2 separate regions of the Drosophila melanogaster genome follow, and region 1 is linked to region 2. A link is a contact called in public Hi-C data. All regions are on one chromosome and are shown on one strand. Each heading gives the region's core, a stretch centred on a gene start, on an enhancer-like site or on the middle of the called end of the contact. The rest is flanking DNA. Distances are from core to core; before and after follow the strand shown. Region 1 holds the start of CG12535. Region 2 overlaps CG12535.

What was found. Hi-C and Micro-C count contacts between places; a contact is called where the count stands out from the background.
Region 1: a contact with region 2 is called in a Hi-C map of the OSC cell line, with 5 times the contacts expected there. The contact joins the promoter of CG12535 here to the enhancer-like site in region 2. A contact is called at or near these places in 43 of 107 Hi-C or Micro-C datasets (the D17-c3 cell line, the Kc167 cell line, the OSC cell line and 12 more) and 4 of 6 datasets of contacts at active chromatin or transcription factors (the Kc167 cell line and the S2 cell line).

What each region holds. Positions count from the first base shown.
Region 1 is chrX:3,444,633-3,451,255 of dm6, forward strand. CG12535 reads right to left here and starts at 4,311. Exons shown (of 4, transcript NM_001297909.1): 1 at 4,263-4,311. It overlaps lncRNA:CR44999 (long non-coding RNA:CR44999), which reads left to right. Exons shown (of 4, transcript NR_123782.1): 3 at 6,378-6,433.
Region 2 is chrX:3,405,216-3,412,273 of dm6, forward strand. All of the region lies in intron 2 of CG12535, which reads right to left. All of the region lies in intron 2 of lncRNA:CR44999 (long non-coding RNA:CR44999), which reads left to right. Among named protein-coding and RNA genes, the nearest start is that of tRNA:Gln-TTG-2-1, 19 kb to the right of the region's middle. Within about 2 kb of position 2,641, at least 24 of the 39 cell types and tissues checked have an H3K27ac peak or open chromatin away from gene starts, as enhancers often do. A contact at or near this core is called in the Kc167 cell line, the OSC cell line, the S2 cell line and 5 more, where this site is marked.

The sequences.
Region 1 (6,623 bases), core at 3,061-5,560, 41 kb after region 2:
CAATCTCTTCAAATCGAAACAAAAATCCCCCACTTCGACACGAGATTTACAAGCCGGAAAATGATCACCAATCAAAATTCATTATTTAGTGCATGTGATTGTCGTCTGTGTGCGTGAGCCTATAAATAATACTATAGCTATACCGTTATCACAAAAAGCGGTCGCATTGCAAAAATATTTTATCTGCACATCAAATCAATGTTAAGGAGCCAGTCTATATTTTGCAAACTAAAAGCATACCAACTTTTTTGCACACTGTAATTGATTTAGGCATTAGAATTTATAAACATTTTTTTTTTATTTATTATTTTTAGTGTAATAATAGTTGAATCAAACAGTTGACGATTTTTGAATTTCAAAAATGGTTAAATTCTTTTGAAACAGGCCACATCATTCGAACATATCCGCTAAAAAGATTGCAAACTATTTGGGAACTGACCAACATTGGGTTTGTGTGCAGGTGATTGCCGCGCACACGGCAACCACTCGACGCCGCCCAAGGAGAACTGATTTGTTTCGTTTTTGTATTTTGATAAGAACGCGCGCTCTTATCAATCATATGAAGGCATGGTTGGCATGGCGAATGGCAACAATGTTGGCCAGCCGTAAATTGCCATACTTTGCTGGCGTTTTTTTTTTTTTTTTTGTTCTTCTAATCAACGAAAAGTGCCTACCTACATCAAGTTTGACCTAATTTTGATAAGCGAAGACTTTGCGAAAAAATAAAAGAAATTAGAAGCAAGTAAAAGCATGAGGAAAGGAGCGACGTCAAGTGACTAACGCGAATTAAATGATTGGCATGGATTCGTGAATCGGGTGAGGATGGACACACGCATCCTCATCTGGCGATAGTCGAACAGCCAAATGTTAAACATTTTCGCGCATAGTGAGATAATATAGTATATAGTGCGCAGTCTAACAGAATCTTGTTGCCATTTGGATTTTTTTCCATTTGCTGTTGCCTTAGAAAGCGCATCATCGGATCGAGAACATACATATGTACATACATATTTTTATAATTATATATATTAAAAAAAAAAAAAAAAAAAACGGAAGCAAAGATAGCGACAGCGCATCTGTTGTGTAAAATGATGATAGTTTCTATATGATCATAGTTTTCAGAGGTGAGAGTTCCCATTGAAATGAACCCATTTCACAGATTACAGCCAACACAACCTTGCTGATTACAATTGTTGGTACTCATCAAACATTTTTATTCGCCTTAAATTCCAATATGAATCAAGTTGTTCCACATGATTATGCAATTATTGAGCCTCATAATGGCTCGCTATATTGGTTACTTTGTGACTTCCTAGAATCCAGTTATTGAGTCAGAATTTCATAACAGTAGCAATCGCTGTTATGAACAACTTTGCACACACACACAAACATCAGCAGTGTGTCGCCCAAAGGGCAACATGTGAATGTAAATATTTAACCATAATTCATTCAGTTCAGTTTATTTCATTCATTTATTAGACAAATGCAATGCCAGTGACTTGGCAGCTTTTTGTGGGGGGATTCTCGATTCGTCTAAAGTCCCTCTAAATAAAAAAAAATCATAGCTAAACCTATCTTTGTGGCGATCAAATACAACTTATGCATATCAAATCGCCGGGTTCAAAGAGCTTTGCGAGGGGAACTGCTAGCTAATTGTGTGAGTTGCTTATTTTTTTTTTTCCCCCGGAATGCAGTGAGTAAACTGGTATACCCTTCCGCCTCGGCCCGTATTAGATACTAGATACTACACCACATACTCGTATTCACACCTCTCAACTTGTCGAGGGGGAATTATCGCAAAATGCCGGCAAGACAGGCGCCAGTTTTCATTATCTGGGAAAGTAGTTTCCACGAAACCCTTTCGCGGGTAAATCACCGCCAACTACAACTGCCGAAACGATCGCTCACGTTGATATGGGTTAAGTAATATTCTGTTTAACTGGATATATGCACATATGTACATACATTCATACATACATATGTAAATTGGGCGGCTAAGGTACATGTTTTAATCGTCGATATCGAGGACCAACTGTGGCAGTGCAATTAATATTGGCACGCCATAAAATACTCGTAAACAAAAGACCAAAGCAAAACAAATGAGTGGAGAACGGGGAGCCGGCAAAAGAAAAAAATCAACAAAAAAAAAAAAAAAACAAGTCAAATAAAATACAAACACATACCCGAATTTCCCTCACCATTTACGATCCCACATTACTCTTTCTTTTTTGCACATTTTTTCTTCTTTTTTTTTTGCACTCTTTTTGCGCTATTTTACTAGGCAATGTTTACTTTGTTTTCTGCTGTTCCGCTTTGTTTTGCCCCTCTTTTGTTGCAAAATGTTTACCGAAAACCTTGAAAATTGAAATTATGAACTTGACTTTGGTTGTATTTGTATTTGTAGCTAGCCCAAAGATAAAGGAGTTACAGCAAACAGCAGCGGAAAGCATCAGCAGTAAGTAAGTAAGTCAAATGCTGTTTGCCAAATTGTTTTTTCTTTTTTTTGTTTTTTTTTTTTCAAAAAAGTACGAAAGAATGAAAAAAAAAATAGGCAACTTTAAGGCAACAGAGAAGAACACCTGTGGGTTTTCTTCTGTGTTCTTGGAACACATCAAATGGGACACATTAAGGGGAAACAGGAAAACAGGAATGCTTTGAAGAACCTGCAAAGGACATAAGTTCGTAACAAAAATTATAGTCACCTATTAATAAAGTGAAATATGCGCATAGAAATAGATAACTAAGAAACTATATAATTAACTTAGAAAATATACAATATATTATGATTCTTTCCAATAGTGAGAAATTTGCCTTGTAATATTAATAAATTTCAAGTAATTTTTTTTTCGGTGCAAGGCTAAATTTAAATGCGATTTATGTATGCATTTATTCATTATATGCATTTGCATATATTGTAGTAAGCAAAACGGCCAAAGTTGCTCGTGCAAGTGCAATGGAAAATGCGATTATTGGGTGAAACTACTTGACTGGCGGCAACTCGCAGCTTATCGGCGTAACTGTAAACTGTATTATAACGATGGGCGGTGGGTGGGGGGGAGTGGGGAGTGGAGTGGGCGTGCTCACCAAATGAGAGAAAATGGCGCCAAGCCAAAGCTTCGTAAAAATGAAAGCCACGTGCATGGCTAATTAACAGATGTCCTCTCACTGCAGTCTTATCAACTGCACTGCAAGAAAACAAATCGAATTAGTGACTTAAATAAAATAAATTTCAGTATCTACATATGTACATACGTTCGTTTGTCTAGTTTTCTTTTCTGAGCTGAACTGCAATTTGTAGAAATTTTCGAGTTTTATCACTTTGATTCACATTTGAGCCATCTTGTTTTTTTTTTGCTTATTTTTCGCTTGGCGCCCCTCCATTGCCACGCCCACTGAGCAGCAGCGTTTCCCACATTTGAAATGCTGATGAAGCGACTAAAACAAAGGGAAAAGTGCAAGTAATGAGCGGCCAGTAAGGAGATACCCTAGCGTTATTTTGTTTATGTGTATGTACCATATATACATATATGTACATACACGTTTGCCGTATAAAAGTGGCAATTGCGACGGAAAAAATGTCTGGAAATTGATTAGGAAAATGAATTTATTACATCTCGTTGTTAAGAATGAACAGCAAATTTAAAAACCATTATCGATATCAAAAAATAATTGCTCTAAAACTGAACGAGTTTTGCACCACAAACCAAAATGCCCATTGTGCAAATGAAAATCAATGGGTGGCGAGAAAAACAAACAGAAATTTACGATAACTGCACCTCTTGTGTTGACATTTTACACTGAAGGAAAAACGGTGTGGGGGGGGGGGTGGTGTGGTGCTTGCAGCGTAGCTAATTTGCCAAATGCACAAGGAAAACAACAAATAGGAACCGGGAAAAAACAAAAAAACAAAACAAAAAACGACTGATAGAAGGTGACAAAGTGCAGGGCAAAGTAGAAGGCGAAATAAAATTACGGTGCAAATAGAAAATAGCTGCGCGATTGGGCAAAACCAACAACAACTGAATATAAACAAAGACGCAGACGAGACATAATAATAATAATAATAATAATAATAATAATAATAATAGTACACACTGCTGCGCCTGGACCAAGTCCATCAAAATAATGTGTGATCAAATGTCTGGGTGTCCCGATCATTTATCGAACGGCGAATACGAAAATAATAATAATAACAATTAACAATCGGGACAATTTGAGTGTAAATTCCACGAACTATTGCATTATTGATAACACATACATACATATGTACATTTATATAGTTTTTTTGGGCACGAGTTATGGGAAATTGGTAATTGCAGATATGAAAATCATTTATTTTTGGACACACTGCTTCCGAGCGTGAGATCACGAACTTGTTATCAGGTTTCAGTTTCAGTTTCAGTATACTGCCTTTGGAATGTATCAAATGTGTGTGTGTGCGTGTGTGTGTGTGTGTGTACTCAAGATAATACCAGGACTCAATCGAGCTACCAAAAATAGACTCTTATATTAGTAGTATAAACATTGTATAATTCTATTATGACTCCACTAGATACCATCCAGGTTATGCAACTTTCTCGCTAGATTTGTTATCTTATCTACGAACTATCGTACCCTAGTCCCATACATACATACATATTATTCCCGAATCCGGCGGCTTTAGAATGCTCAATGTTCGGTTGCAGCTAAAGCTATTGTCATATCCCACTTTTCGATCCCGGAACTGATGAACCCCAGACATAATCCCATTAACCATTAACCATTAACCATTAACCATAGCATCATAATCTTTGGCTCGACTGCTGGTGGGCCAAGGGCACAATTGTCGAGTGTGCAAATGATGTACGTATGTATGTACAATGTACAACGAACGACGACTAAAAAGCGTGCAAACATTTGCCTATATTGGCATTTTTATTTAAGAATGACTTTACGACTTATTTTCGCATGTTGCACAGCATGTAAAAAGACGCGCCAGGCATTTAATTTTTTAGAGAGCTTTTTACATACATACATACATGCATACATATGTATGAACAATGTATTTAGATGGAGCCTTCGTGCGCCGCGAAATATTAAATGAAATAAATTTTAACTGCAGTTGACAAAGTTCGGGGACGGATGTTGGACGGGCAATAAAGCGAGCAAAAAAAAAAAAACAAAAAACAAAAAAAAAACGACACAAAAACACAAAAAATAAACCAAAAGCAGTGTGTGCGAAATTTGAAATGAAAATAATTAAATCAGCGAAAAGCATGGGGAGAAATCTGAAATTCGAATGCACGATAATAGACTTCTATATAGTATGAGTAGCTATAGTAGCTATGGCTGAAGTATATGTATGCACATATGTATGTATGTACATACATATGTATGTCTGGTGTGCATTTGTCTGTGTAATTTATGTATGCTACTGATTATGACCGCCCCTACCGGCTAAATTTGCACTTAATGCCATTTGCCTTGTCTCTAAGTCCAATGCGAATGCGAAATTCATATTAATCGCTCTCGGAAATACAAAGTATGAATAATTGTTCGCATTTCGCATGCAATTTGTTGCCTTTCGAATGCTACCCTAATACGGAGTACTAACACTTAGTCCGATCTTAGTACTGCCACAGAATGTACATATGTATGTACAAATGTATGGTATGTATTTACATATGTACGTGGAAGCACCCCTTCAATCAATTCCAAGATCACGAACTTCATCCTTCCATGCCGACCGAGTTCATCTAATTGAGTCAGAATGCGATGCCACAAATGTCGCAAATGAATCAAGAGGATGGGGAAAATGGGGAGGCGATTTGGGCGTCAGACGAGCTAGGGTTTGTTGTCGACGCCACTTTTAATCAAAAATTAACGTAATAAATAATCATAAAGAATGCATAAATGTCAAATTATAAATTTGGACAAGTTTTACGACATCGCACCGATCCGTACCCGTATCTATATCTGTATCTGCATCTTTAGCCGGCTGTAACATAAATATTCGCACAGCCAAATGGGCGTGGCAATCGCGGAACAAAAAATCAATGGATCTCCGGCTGGCTCCATCTTCGCCCTCGCCCCATACCGAATTTTAGGCCGCCGCCGCAATAAAATTTGTCTGGGACTCTCGTCCATCCCTACCCCAACTTTTATTTGTTTCGTTTTTTTTTCTGTTTTTCTGTTTTCTGTTTTTTTTTTGTGAGTATTTCCATGGGCCCATTTCACGTTCACGACCGGGCCAACAGAAACGGAAAATACTTAATATCTAATAACCTAAACCATGGAGAACTTTCTCGTTTGCTGCCTTAATGGCTCCATAAATGCTGGCCATTTTCACATGTTAAACAACTCTCTAATTTCAAAAATAACTATATTTTTATTTGCAGGAGCTAGTGGATTTGTATGAACATCGCAATGATGAATGAATGATGTGAGTGATTGGGTAAGTACCATTTAAAACGTTTAGTTTTATGCATGCATATATTTTCGTGTAAATACGGTCTTAAAACTGAGAAACATTGTAAGATTCCACAGAAAAAAAAGAAAAAAACAATGAACAGAATGAATCCTTAATCTGTGAAAGAATGCCACGCGGTCTCGAAATGTGAGTGAATTTATGTAAATATGTGTAT
Region 2 (7,058 bases), core at 1,391-3,890:
GAGAAGAAATCGCTCCCAGAATGGAAAGCCAAAACAATAGTACGAGAATAGCTAACTTACAACACAAATCTTCAAAACTACAAAATCCAAATAAGCAGCATACAAATTAAAAGCATATGAAATAAACACGAAATACATAAAAAAAATACAGGGGTATTTAAAGAAACGCACCCCTCTAACCCCACCAATATTTATTAATACAATTTTTAAGTAAATTACGTTTTGGAATAAAAGAATTCATGGTTTATGCCAAAGCATCTTGGGTTGCCAACGGGTCTCAAAATGGAAATCAAAATAAACGAATCTGTGGAACGGGCAAAAAGGGGCAAAGGGGGTTAAGGGGGCTAAGGGGAGGGGCTCTGTGGGGCCCAAAGCTACCTACCCCTCCATCCCTTCATTTCGCTGCCTCTCGGCTCGACTTGATAAGGTTCGGATCCGTTGCGATCAATTTACGCAATTCAAAAGTTGCGCTTCAACTTGGCGTTCGAAAGGGGAGCTTTTTCTGAGGGGGGGGGGGTGGTGGCTACGAGGGGCATGTGCGTATGGGCGGTAGTAAACGATGATTATGATTATGATGATGCGATCATGTGGCATTATGTCTACGCGTCTACGCATTGTCACAAGTTGATCCCTCACATTTATGAATGAATTTGACCGCGCAGCAAGTGAAATGTGAGAAAAAATTAACAATTTGAATTTGGCATAGAAACTGATAATCGCGTATTGGATTCAGATACATTGCCATAGGATACATAGATAGACGTCTCAGTTATTGTTGGCCGATTATTCCATTTTGATGGAATGCCATCTTGCGAATGCTTCGCCGATTATTCAAAATATACAAATCGATTTTAAATTAGTTCGCTCGATCAAAAACTATTTTCAAACAATGCTAATGAAGTGTTGAAAGAAAATAGGAAAATTTGTTTTTTTTTTTTTTTTTTGAGGTTGGTTTACCTTTAGTGTTGCGTGGAAATACTGAGAATGTGTTCTGATCCAAATATTTAATGGGCTCGCTTGAGAAAATTTGAGTAATTAAAAGTTAAGTATATTAAAACAATGAATGTGCATACATACATATGTATGGTTAGATTTATTTCGATAATTTTTCAATTAATTTATTTATTTTCCATTTGTTATTACACATTTTGTAACATATCAAACGACGAAAGTCAAAATGTAGCTTTCGACTTTGACAATATTAATTACGTAGCAAAAGAAATGAGCAAATATGAAAGCTGAAAGAACCCAGCCTCTGGATGAGATCACTTCTGATTGATCATCAGCTGCCCGAACAAAGAGATCATATATGAGTAATATGTATCTAATAAATCGAAAAGTTACGAATAGATATATGGTTGGGCTAAACGGTCCCAAAACTGGCACACTGGCAATCAACTCCTTTAGTAGTTGGTCTTCGTGAAATATGTATGGGAATACAGAAAACTAACGATTTCGATGGCGATGGCGTAATACATAGATCGACGTCGGTTAACTTTTATCGCCTATTGCGTAAGCGTTTTTCTTTCCACTGTGTGTGATAGTAATAAGAGTAATTTATGTGTACACCCGTGTGCTGTGTGTTGGTATTACCATATAATTAGATACTCGAGAGTTTCTTGACACTGCGTGGAGCGTGTTACCGCGATGGCAACTTGGAATTTTGAGCCTCGAAATTGTATCGAACAGTTTATCAGCTCTATTAACAGATCTCTCAAGTGCTCGAGCTGGTTTTTTGTTTTTTTTTTTTTTCTTTTTAATTTTTTTTGGCCAACAACGCGCGTTCTGAAGAGAGCGAAAAAAAAGATACTCGGTTTCTCGGAGCTTTGTTCAAGTGGTTCTTTGCTTGAATGGTTGGAGCCCGAAAAGTAGTTCCCCCCCCCCCCCCTCTGAACCACTAAGCCACCGCTCACCGCTCACCGCTCTCACCGCTCCAAAATGGAGCCCGAAACTCTTCATCACCGGAGGGGATGGCTTCTTGGAAACCCCCCACAACAAGAAGATAACAAGAAGTTGGCAAAAAAAAAAAAAAAAATGAAAATGAAAATAACGTAAAAGGTAAAAAATAAAACTAATTAAAGTCAGGAAGTCAGGCGCAGGATATACAATTGAGATTAATATTTCAAAATATTCTTCTTATTATTATTATTCTCTATCCCTCGTGGATTGATTTTAATATTCATTTGACCATAATCTAATAACCGATTCGAAAAACCAAACCAAGCTTGAAGTTCAATTGATCGGAAATCTTGGTGGCTTCTCTAATTCCCAGGAAAAAAAAATTTTTTTTTTGTCAACAAAAAAGTGTGTAAATTGCACAGTGGAAGAAAGAGACAAGAATATCTGAGCGAGAGGGAAGGCCAGTCAAGTATGTGAACTTTTTCTGTTTGGGTTTTCGCTGTTCTTTATTTATTTACTTTTTTTTTTTTTTTTTGGTTTCTGGAGGGGGGCAAATTTTGCCAGAAAGGGAAAACCTGAAATGACTGAAGTAAGAGAAAAATAAAAGAAGCAGCAGCCATAAGCAAAGAAACAAAACAAAAAAAAAAAAATGCGAAGCGAACAAAAAATCTCATATTATTTTGGCCTTCAAAAATTTTTGGCGGGCAATGAACCAACAACAACAGAGAGAGAGAGAGCACAACGCACACAGGCAGACAGACGGGGCAGAAAGAGAGGGAGACAGTCGGCGGAGGCAGCGGTTTACATACCAATGAAAGAGATAAAAGGGCGCGGGGGTGGGTGGGTTTTGAATGATATTGGCGGTGGACGGACGGTTGGTTGGGGGCAAGGAGGCACGGCGGCACGGCACATTCCCCAGTATGTGAGTGTGTACAGAGAACAAAAAAATATCAACCATTTCACTTCGCTATGCATTTCGAAATGTGAACAAAGGACATCGCTTTCGATGCGAAATATTCAATAATTGTTATATAACATAAACATAATATTTAACTTGTTCACAGTGTAGCTGTGCACAGCTTGCACCAACCACCAACACGCCCCTTTTTACGCCTCACTCCCAATCTTACAACACATTGCGTGCAGACTTTCAAGTAGACACAACAACGCAACGCAATCAGAGAAAGAGAAACCGAAAGATGGCTCCTTACTCCTTCTTTAGCGCATGTTTTTGGCACACTGTGCACGCGACTTTTTTTTTTTTTTTTTTTTTAGGAAGCATTTAGAGAAATTATGTGAAAGAACCAGAACTAAGTAGTTTTAATTATGATTAAATTTTGATACAAAATAGTAATGAGCAAGAACGAGATAATTCATTTAACTTTCGAGTTGCACATTTGTTAAGCGCATTTTAACAATGCACTTGCACCACTGTGCCCGTTGGGTGGGGCAGACAGACGACGCACAGACATGGTCTGCCGAGTGGTTCTGGCAGTGGTGCGCCAAGGAACTTATGCGATATCCATAAAAGTACAATGTGTGGTAATGAATTGGGGGGGGGGGGGGGTACAGGCTTGGCCAGCAGACAGGGTCGCGAAAGGCTGAAAGAGAGAGAGATAGAAAGAGCGGGGGGGGGGGGGTGCTGGTTGCAAGGGGAGCACCAGAGGCAGACGACGGCGGCTTCGTTTCACACGGTCATGCTTTACATGGTAAGTAAATTTTGAGTGATGCGCTGGAATGAAAAGGAACTCAATAAGTACACTACACAAAATATCTCATATCCTTTGATATGATATTTCTCTCAATTTTCGTTTCTATTTTCACTCGCTTAAATCGATTGAGTTAATGAAAAAGTGTTTTTTTTTTAAGTTTGATAAAAAAAAAGTGCTTATGTGCAGTGCTTTTCAGTACCAATGAAAGCTTTTAATCGCAACAGGATATTATATATCCGACCAACTAGCGTTCAATTTCGTTCAGTGCATTTGGTCTCGAAGGCAAGCAAAAACAACATTATCATCGTCGTCAACAGGGCAATGTCTACGAGTCCATCGCTCATCGTCGGCTCCACTTCACAAACCGTAAAAATGTTTAACTTGTGTCTAATTTGTGAATACAAAGTGAAGGAACTCACTTTCTGCGGTGCATTTAAAAGCCCGACGGTTTCTTGAAATCAAGGAGGCAAAGTAGGGCGTGGCAGTTGCAGCAACCTGTTGCTGCACCGAATTGGACTCTCCAAGATGGATTCCTGGGAGAAACAAAAACTTGGCCTCTTAATGGAGCCATTCAAGATGTGCAATTTTGGCACTTAATTTCGAGTTAAAAAATTTGAACTTTTACTTTTACTACAATAGAGATCATTTTTTATGTGTACTTTTTTCCACTCAAAGCTAATGTAGACCATTTTCCCAATTGAACTCGAGTCATATTTTATACTGCCAATGAAATAAAGCGGCTGGGGGAAAATAGAACTGGGGAAAAAGAGTTAAGCCCGCAAAAAAAAAAGAAAAATAAACCAAAATAAAGGAATCATCATATAAAAGTCGCGGCACGCTCTGCTGGGCAAATGAACTTAAAATTCCGCTTACGTTTTGCCTGCTTAATAGGATTCCTTTTATTTCTCTTTTTTTTTCGGACTTTTTGCGCCTTCCTTTAAAAACCTGCGAACGTAGAGGAGGTGGAGTGATCACTTCCAGCTCAAACTGTGAACCCAACTCAACGATTTTTTTTTATTTTCGTTTGGGGCTTACCTAAGAAATTATTTGGAATTTTCTAGCGATAGCTTTGTCCTCCAAGTTGTTTCAAATATTTGAAATTACTTCAGGAACATTTAATTCGGTTCTGGGCGAATTTTTGTTTGTATACCTCTAAGCGCTGAATATCGCTGAATTAGAAGCCCACTAAATGAGAAATGTTTTAAAAAGTGGGGAAAATTGGCTTATAAACTGAAATCTGTTCTTTTAATAGTGTTAATAATTTGTTTTAAGATTGACCTATTTGTGCATTCATCGAAGGGTTCACTTTATTTGCTAAATTATTAAGCGAGTTGCTCATAGCGTGTGTTTATATAAATGCTGTTTTATGAATGAATGAGATGTGTTAAACAATTTAATTACTTATGCTGTTACCTAAGCCTGTTGCCGAGTACAACAAGTATCAGTTATATACATTTAAATGCAATAAATCATTTAAAATACATAAAGTTATAGTTTGTGTTCAGCTCGTCAAAACTTGCTGCCGCAATATTGAAATGACAATCCTCAAGTTTCTGGTCAAATATAATTTTCCCATGTGCCAAAATCGAATAAAGTCAAATAATTGCCGATCTTTGTTATGTTGTTACCTCTTTACACCGCCCCCAATTATTTGCTGAATTTTGTATACATATATATTTTTTTTTGCCATCTTATGAGTCGCCAAAAGTCTTTATCAGAGAATTCGGTGATTGTCAAAGGGGGCAAAAAATAGAGTCAAATCAAATCAAATGGGCAATTAATCAATCAAAAGCGAGAAACTACAACTGCGAACTTTGGAACAATTGTCACTTGATTCGGTGCCTGGCCAAAAAAAAAAAAAATTTCGAAAAGCGAGATATGGCCAAAAGCAATTCGATGCGGTCCAAACGAACTTAGGCCCAACAATTAGTTGGCAATTGTAAGTACCTGCTCACCCCCGAGAAATGTCAGAAAAGCAGTCATTATTTTCCTGATTGCCAACCGTGTCTAAAGCGATATGCGATTGTTGTTTTAGCCAATTCTGTTTTTTTTTTTTTTATACCGGCCTGCTCTCGATCTGAATCTCGATCTCGAACCGAATTCAGATCGATTTTAGCTGTTGCTAGGCCAACTTAACGGGTCGATTATTAGGCAAATTAAGGAATTTCAATGCATGTGCTTAGCATATTCAACGCGACAGGTTCGATATTTTGTTTCTATTTTTTTTTTTTTGTCGGCACATCTCCATTGAATACGACTTCTAGGGGTGATGCCATGTCCAACATTCGATCGGAATCTATATACCACATGCTCGTGACTGTATGAGATACAAATCTAAACGAACCGGTTAAGAGGGGGTTTCTTCACAAATCAATGTAGATCATCTTTATATAAACATATTTCTATATTCATTATGTATGTACATATATGTACATACATAATTGAATTTCTTAATCATTTGTATATCGAAGAGCCGGGACAATCCAACAGTTAAACTACAGATCGTGTCACGCTATCACCACTTATTCGTAGTTCTTTTTCTGCAGCAAAAAAAAATAATAAAAATAAAGAAAAAAACTTCAATTCAAGCCGATCGTTTGGATTAGATTGAGATTTCATTAATTAGTCACAGCGATTTCGCCCGATATGCTCATCTAGTTGTTGTTGCCAAGGGGTCTTTCGATATTCAGTCTTCAATCTTTTGGGGTAGACTCGATCCACCTGAGCCGTCTCGTCTGCCTGTTGTCAAATCAATGCCATTTCAAACATTTCGTATGCAAATGAATCGTTTGAGGCGTCGCATAAATTATAAGCATAAAATGCCAACTACGAGTCGAGCGGAAAGAGGTTTCAAATATTATTAACTGGCCGCATAGCAGCAGCACGTGCGGCTCAAAAACGAGTTATATTTTTTTTTTTTTTTTTGTCAGGGGGATGTCCGGGAAAAATTGGCATTTTGCGTAGGCCAAGAGAAGTAACTCCCAGGATATATGTGCGAAATGTTGCCGCAATTTCCATAAAATCCGGCAAGACGACACACACATACAAAAAAAAAACAAAAAAACACCAAGTCGTGATAAGGGAGCAGAAATGAATATGTCAGTTTGCTCAATACTCTTATGCACAATCAAATGATATTAATTGAATGAAGTTTAAATTAAATAGAATACGAATTATGTAACAAAACTAGATTCCGCAACCAATTAAGTAGAATGGAGACTGGCGGTTTTCAGTTTAATGATTCAACTGCTGCTTAAACCCATTGGCAGAGTATGGAAAAGAGTCTGCGGTCCTCGAAACTTTCGGTCCTTAAAATCTCCAGCCGCGGCATCATCGTCTTTAAGTTCAAAAGGAAACGCCAGAAAGATATGCGAGGAGTTTCGCGTTTTGTCTTCGTTTTTATATATTTATTTTTTTTTTTTTTTTGGGGCTTTGGCTTTTTAGGGC